Linked DNA regions of Mus musculus: region 2 is linked to region 1. A link is a contact called in public Hi-C data. All regions are on one chromosome and are shown on one strand. Each heading gives the region's core, a stretch centred on a gene start, on an enhancer-like site or on the middle of the called end of the contact. The rest is flanking DNA. Distances are from core to core; before and after follow the strand shown. Region 1 overlaps Cyrib (CYFIP related Rac1 interactor B). Region 2 overlaps Asap1 (ArfGAP with SH3 domain, ankyrin repeat and PH domain1).

Region 1 (2,617 bases), core at 55-2,554:
CTCTACGACTGAGACTAGGGTGTCCATCCTGATGGTCCTTAGTTACAGATGTTTGGGGCTTTGCCTTCATCTGTGCAACTGTCAGCAAATTATTCTCAGAGCTCCTTCTCCCGCATCTCCATCTCTCCTCTCCCCCCTCTCCCCCCCATCTCCTCCCACCCCCCATCCTTGTGATGGCTAGTGTTATTTTCAGCACTAAGTGAGAGACGGATTTGAGAAACATTGCTGCTGTGCGTCTAACCTGTGACCCATGGGCTGCATGCTGCAAGGGTCGTTTTGAATGTAGCCCAACACAACATTGTAAACTTAACTTAAAATGTGACATTTTAAAAACTCTTACTTCATTTACTTTTTTTTTTCTGAGGCAGGGTCTCACTCTAGTTCTTGATGGTCTGGAACTCACTGTGTACACCTGGCTGTCCTTGAACTCACAGAGATCCACTTGCCTCTGCCTTTTGGGCACTGAGATTAAAGGAATGTGCCTGCATGAGTTTCTGTGTATCACACCTGTGCAGGTACCTGTTGAGACCAAAGGAGGGTGTCAGATTCCTTAGAGCTGGAGTGACGGTTGTAAACTGTTTAGTGCGAGGGATGGGAATTGAATCCTCGTCCTCTGCAGGACCAGTAAGCATCCTTACCATTGAATGATCTCTCCAGTCCAAACGTGAGAAATCTGTGTGATGTTTGTTTTTGTAACTTGATTGCATACGTTTGTTTGTTTGTTTGTTTTCTCCTTGTTTAGTTTTTTTTTTTTTTTTTTTTTTTTTGAGACAGGGCACAAAGCCAACCAACCAAAAACAAAACCCCAAAATTGTGGCTATCCTGAAACTCACTATGGAGACCAGGTTGGCTCTGAACTCAGTCTCCCAAGTAGTGGGATCAAAGGTGTGTGATCAAAGAACTATGCCTGGCACTTCCATAGTTCTTGAGCATGGTCTTTGTAGGTGACAGTCCCATGGTACCACGTGTAAAGATGGGACGCTTTGGCCTGGTCTGTGTAACTGGCACTTACAAGTCGTCCTCTCAGACCATGTTACTAGTATCGGAAGGGAAGACGTAATGGTGACGGCCAGGACTTCCTGGTGGCTTTCGGCGTGCTGCTGTAGCTCGCTTAATCCTTGCTGTCACTCTTCTTACAGGAGAAGACGCCGAGGCCCGGGATCTGAGATCCTTTCAAGGCTACTGCATTGGTAAGTAACAGAGCTGGCATGGGACCCTAGCCACCTGGCTCTAACCCTGCACTGCTCACTCTCACTCTGAAGAAACAACGGAGTGGGTGGGGCAGCGAGCCAGATGTGACTTTCACTTCAGTAGAAGCGTCCCCACCCCATGGAAGTGACAGCACATAACGCATCATCTCCTTGGCCCATGAACGCTGAGCATCTGTAGGCTGTTGAGTCAGACTAGGACTTTAAATAACTAATTTGGAAGTGAGGTGATACTTCTACCTTCCTGCCCCAGGTAACAGTAGCAGCAAAGAGTTCTGAGCCATAGACTCATAGTGTGTAGACATTACCCAAGTCACAGTAGCCCTACCAAGCTCAAATTCACGGGAAGGAAGGACCTTGCCCCCAGTCGTTCTGTGATGAAAGGCAGAGTCAATATTCACACCTGGCTTGCAAGCCGGTTAACCAGCGTAATTTTTGCCCTCTGAGGGCGCCTGTCGTGGGGGAAAACCATTCTCCTTGAGCTCAGGTGCCCCCTGGCTGGCAGGGCACGGGCATTTTCTGTCTTCTTTTCCTGTGCCTCTTGGTTGCCTCACCACATTCCACGTGGCTGGCCAGCTTTGTGGTGATGCGTCAGCATGGTAAGGGGCCCTCAGCACAGTGGCCCATGGCAACCTCTGCTCTGGCGTGCTCTAATGGTTTTAATGTTTTGTTTTGTTTTTTTAATGGAGTTATGTGTGCAGTTAAACACAAATCTTATTCTTTACAGCTGGATAAATGTTTACTATCCTACCCAAGTTAACTGCCCCGAATCAGGAGGCTCAGTATTCCCACCATGCTAGGATGCTCCCTAGAACTGCCTGATGAGTCAGCACTTTATCATGTCTGTGTTTTCAGCTTATACAGATGCAGGCATAGTTGTTCAACAAAGCAAACTGAAGGCAAAACCACCTTAAATAGCATAGGTGGTCATATCATTTCACCCGGCAGGCCTCTGTCTCGGAGTGAGTATGATAGGAGGCCTGGATCTGCTATTCCTTCTGTTAGTCTTTGTTCTCAGTGCCTTTTAAAATTTGAGCATCTCATGCCATCAAGTGTCTCCTGTATTTATAGACTGTAATTATCACACAGCATGCCCCCTACATCCAAACCATCTCTTCCATATGGTGCTTAGCTTAAGACAGTCAGTCCAGTGCTAAAAGAAAGACGATGTTGTATGTCATAAAAGACAGTCGGCCAGTCTTCAGTGTGAGGCCATATGGGATTTTCAAACCATTTTGGAGTTTTCAGTTTTTATATTACATTCTGATGTTAGAGGCTAAACCTGGAGTGAGATGCATTTTATAGAAATCTTACATTTATTATTGAGTGGGGAGGGGACAGTGTCACGGGGACAAAGTTTGGAGCCTGTTCTCTCCGTTGTCCTTTATGTGGGTTCTAGGGACTGAGCT
Region 2 (2,617 bases), core at 61-2,560, 89 kb before region 1:
GTCTACCTTATTTAGATGATCATTGTCCACTGCCCTGTCAGGCTACCTCTGAGAATTAATGACTGAATCCTTGTTAGTACAAACCATTAATTAATAATTAAAACTATCTTTTAAGTTTACCCAGGAAGAACACCATCAGTAATTATGATTTTCTTTTAACACAGAGTATAAAAAGCTCATTTGGAACTTTTCTAGATCACTAAGTATCTTGCATATGGCAATGTTCCTAGCTTCCCCCCTCCCTGGTTTCTATCGCTTTCCTTTTTTTTTTTTCTTCCTTCCTACATGTGTATAGAAGCATTTGTTCGTGGACATGGTTAAAGCGGGCCCATGAGGGCTTCTCTAGAGAAATACCCATCCGGCTGCCCAGCGTAACATCTTACATGCCCCCTCACGTCAAGAATGTATATGGTGCACCTATAACTGATTCAAAACCAGCTTCGTTAGCTGGAGTTCAGACTCAAGTATAACAGATGGCTTGGGATTTCCAGAACAGTTTGGAATTAGAACAAAAAGAGGTTTCTGAGTTGTTGTTCTAAGTCATCTTAGATCCTTACCAAAACGATTGGCTGGTTGGGGTTTTTGTTTGGTTGGTTTTGGTTTTTGAGGAAAGCTTGTTTTCTGACTAAAAGAAAAACTGTAGTAGAATTCAAAAACTCTGCTATCTGAATATTTTAACTGTGGGCCACTGACTGCCAAGCTCACAGCACCCCGCTGTGCCCCTCTTGAACTTGGTGGCAGCGCATTATGCCTTCATCCTAAGTAGATCCAGTAACTTCCGTTGAGTTACTGATTGAAAATGTGTGTGCTTTCTTTATACCAAGCACCTGAGGGAAGGACTAGATCCCCGGGCTTTCTGTATATGTTACGACTGTTTTCTCTCTGCCTTGGTTCTTAAACGAGTGTTTATCACATGTCTGACTGACCATGCAATTCTTGATGTCCATGATTCCCTGCCTTGGCCTCCTAAGAGATTGGGATTTCAGACTTATACCACCATGCTTGGCTTGACTGGTGTTTTGCTCCTTTAAAATACTCATTTTTTTTCCTGTGTTGTAATTTTTAGCTAAGCCCCCCACCCCATCTACTTATCTCTTGAATTCTTACTGTGATCTTTCTCATTTCTAGTTCCCTGAGAACTTCATACAATGTATTTTAATCATACTTACTTCTCTCTGACTTCTCCCAGATCCATCTGCCCTTCCAGAACCATTCCACTTTGTGTCCTTTTTCCCCTCCCTCCCTTCCCCAACAAGTTTAATTTATACACTTATTCTTGGATGTGTGGCCTCCACTAGATGGTGATCACAATCCACCGGAGAACACACCCTTAAAGAAATGTGACTCTCAGTCCCAGCAGCTACCAACTGCCAACAGCTCTTCAGCTTGGGGGCGACTTTGTGCCCCCCTCTCCTCTTCATGCTGCGATCTTATCTGGCTGGAGCTTGCGCAGGTCTTAGGAGTGCTACCTCAATTGTGCAACCTCCCTGCTGTGTCCAGAAAGCAGTTTCCTTTGCTCATTCACTGCCTCTGGCTCTTACCCTTATTCCCCCCCTCTCCCACAGTGATGGCTGAGCCCTGGGAGGACAGGGTATGATACAGATGTCCCCATCAGGGCTGAGCCTTCCTCCAACAAACAGTTTTGAAATCTGTTTGTGAGTTGGTGGGCTGGTGGACTTCCATATTATAGCACATTTTGATGAGTAATTACATACTGGCTGTTGTGTGTCTGTGAGACTGGGATTAACCCTCCTGCCCCCCGTTCAATTTCCTTTCTAGGTCCAACTGGCCCACCTTCAACACTCCCTCTAGGCACCCAGACCTCTAGTGGCAGCTCCACCCTATCCAAGAAGAGGCCTCCTCCCCCACCACCAGGACACAAGAGAACCCTGTCTGACCCTCCCAGCCCACTACCTCACGGGCCCCCAAACAAAGGCGCAATTCCTTGGGGTAAGTTTTCCTAAAGTCAGGGTCAAAGCCCAGAGCCCGATAGTTGGGGGGACTCCACTGGGCACTGGACAGTTTGCACGTTAGGAAAACCATCTAAACTGCACACACACTGGCTGTGCACTGAAACATGAATTAATATGATTGTACCTGCCTTCTAAGGCCAGGAAACAGACTGAAAAGTGTCTGGGGCCACTCAGAACCATAGGAGTAAGTAAAGTGCTCTCTAATATTATCAGGGAGCTGATCGTAGAACACCCCACACACACAAGACACCAAAAGCTGCAGGGGCCCCCATCCCCAGGCATTTGAGTAACCTGAGCACAAATACTATTAAATTCTCTCTAGACAGCATATCTAATGTAGTGTAAATAGTATGGGTTTAAAAAAAGAAAATGGGTCCATGTTTGGTACATATATTTTCCCAAATATTTTTATCCACAGATATGGAGGGTAAACTGTAATAATAGGACCTGAACAGCATGCCCTAAATCTCAGCTGAGAGTAGCAACTGTTGTAGGTTGGAATTACAATTCTCACGGAACTCAGCAAAGCAAAATAATGGGCCTTATAAGCACAGGGATGGGTTTCCATGCTACCTAACCTGCTTATCTAACGTGCACAAGCACCCCTGGGTTCAGTCCCAGTACCAGAAAAAGAAGAGAAGCAA

Evidence for each region. A called contact is a pair of places that touch in the nucleus more often than the background predicts.
Region 2: a Hi-C map of Th17 cells shows a contact between it and region 1, with 2.6 times the contacts expected there. The contact joins two enhancer-like sites. A contact is called at or near these places in 11 of 39 promoter capture datasets (3T3-L1-derived adipocytes, the C10 cell line, the HPC-7 cell line and 7 more), 2 of 15 datasets of contacts at CTCF or cohesin (large pre-B cells and pro-B cells), 28 of 484 Hi-C or Micro-C datasets (B cells, the C10 cell line, CD4 T cells and 18 more), 10 of 115 datasets of contacts at active chromatin or transcription factors (CD8 T cells, the HPC-7 cell line, Th17 cells and 6 more) and 4 of 9 other capture datasets (adipose tissue, embryonic stem cells, liver and 1 more).

What each region holds. Positions count from the first base shown.
Region 1 is chr15:64,021,143-64,023,759 of GRCm38.p6, reverse strand. Cyrib (CYFIP related Rac1 interactor B) reads left to right here. Exons shown (of 13, transcript NM_001360036.1): 2 at 1,140-1,190. Among named protein-coding and RNA genes, the nearest start is that of Gm25628, 3.5 kb to the left of the region's middle. Within about 2 kb of position 1,304, at least 98 of the 459 cell types and tissues checked have an H3K27ac peak or open chromatin away from gene starts, as enhancers often do. A contact at or near this core is called in CD8 T cells and Th17 cells, where this site is marked.
Region 2 is chr15:64,110,239-64,112,855 of GRCm38.p6, reverse strand. Asap1 (ArfGAP with SH3 domain, ankyrin repeat and PH domain1) reads left to right here. Exons shown (of 31, transcript NM_010026.3): 26 at 1,780-1,950. Among named protein-coding and RNA genes, the nearest start is that of Gm20717, 13 kb to the right of the region's middle. Within about 2 kb of position 1,310, at least 18 of the 459 cell types and tissues checked have an H3K27ac peak or open chromatin away from gene starts, as enhancers often do. A contact at or near this core is called in CD8 T cells and Th17 cells, where this site is marked.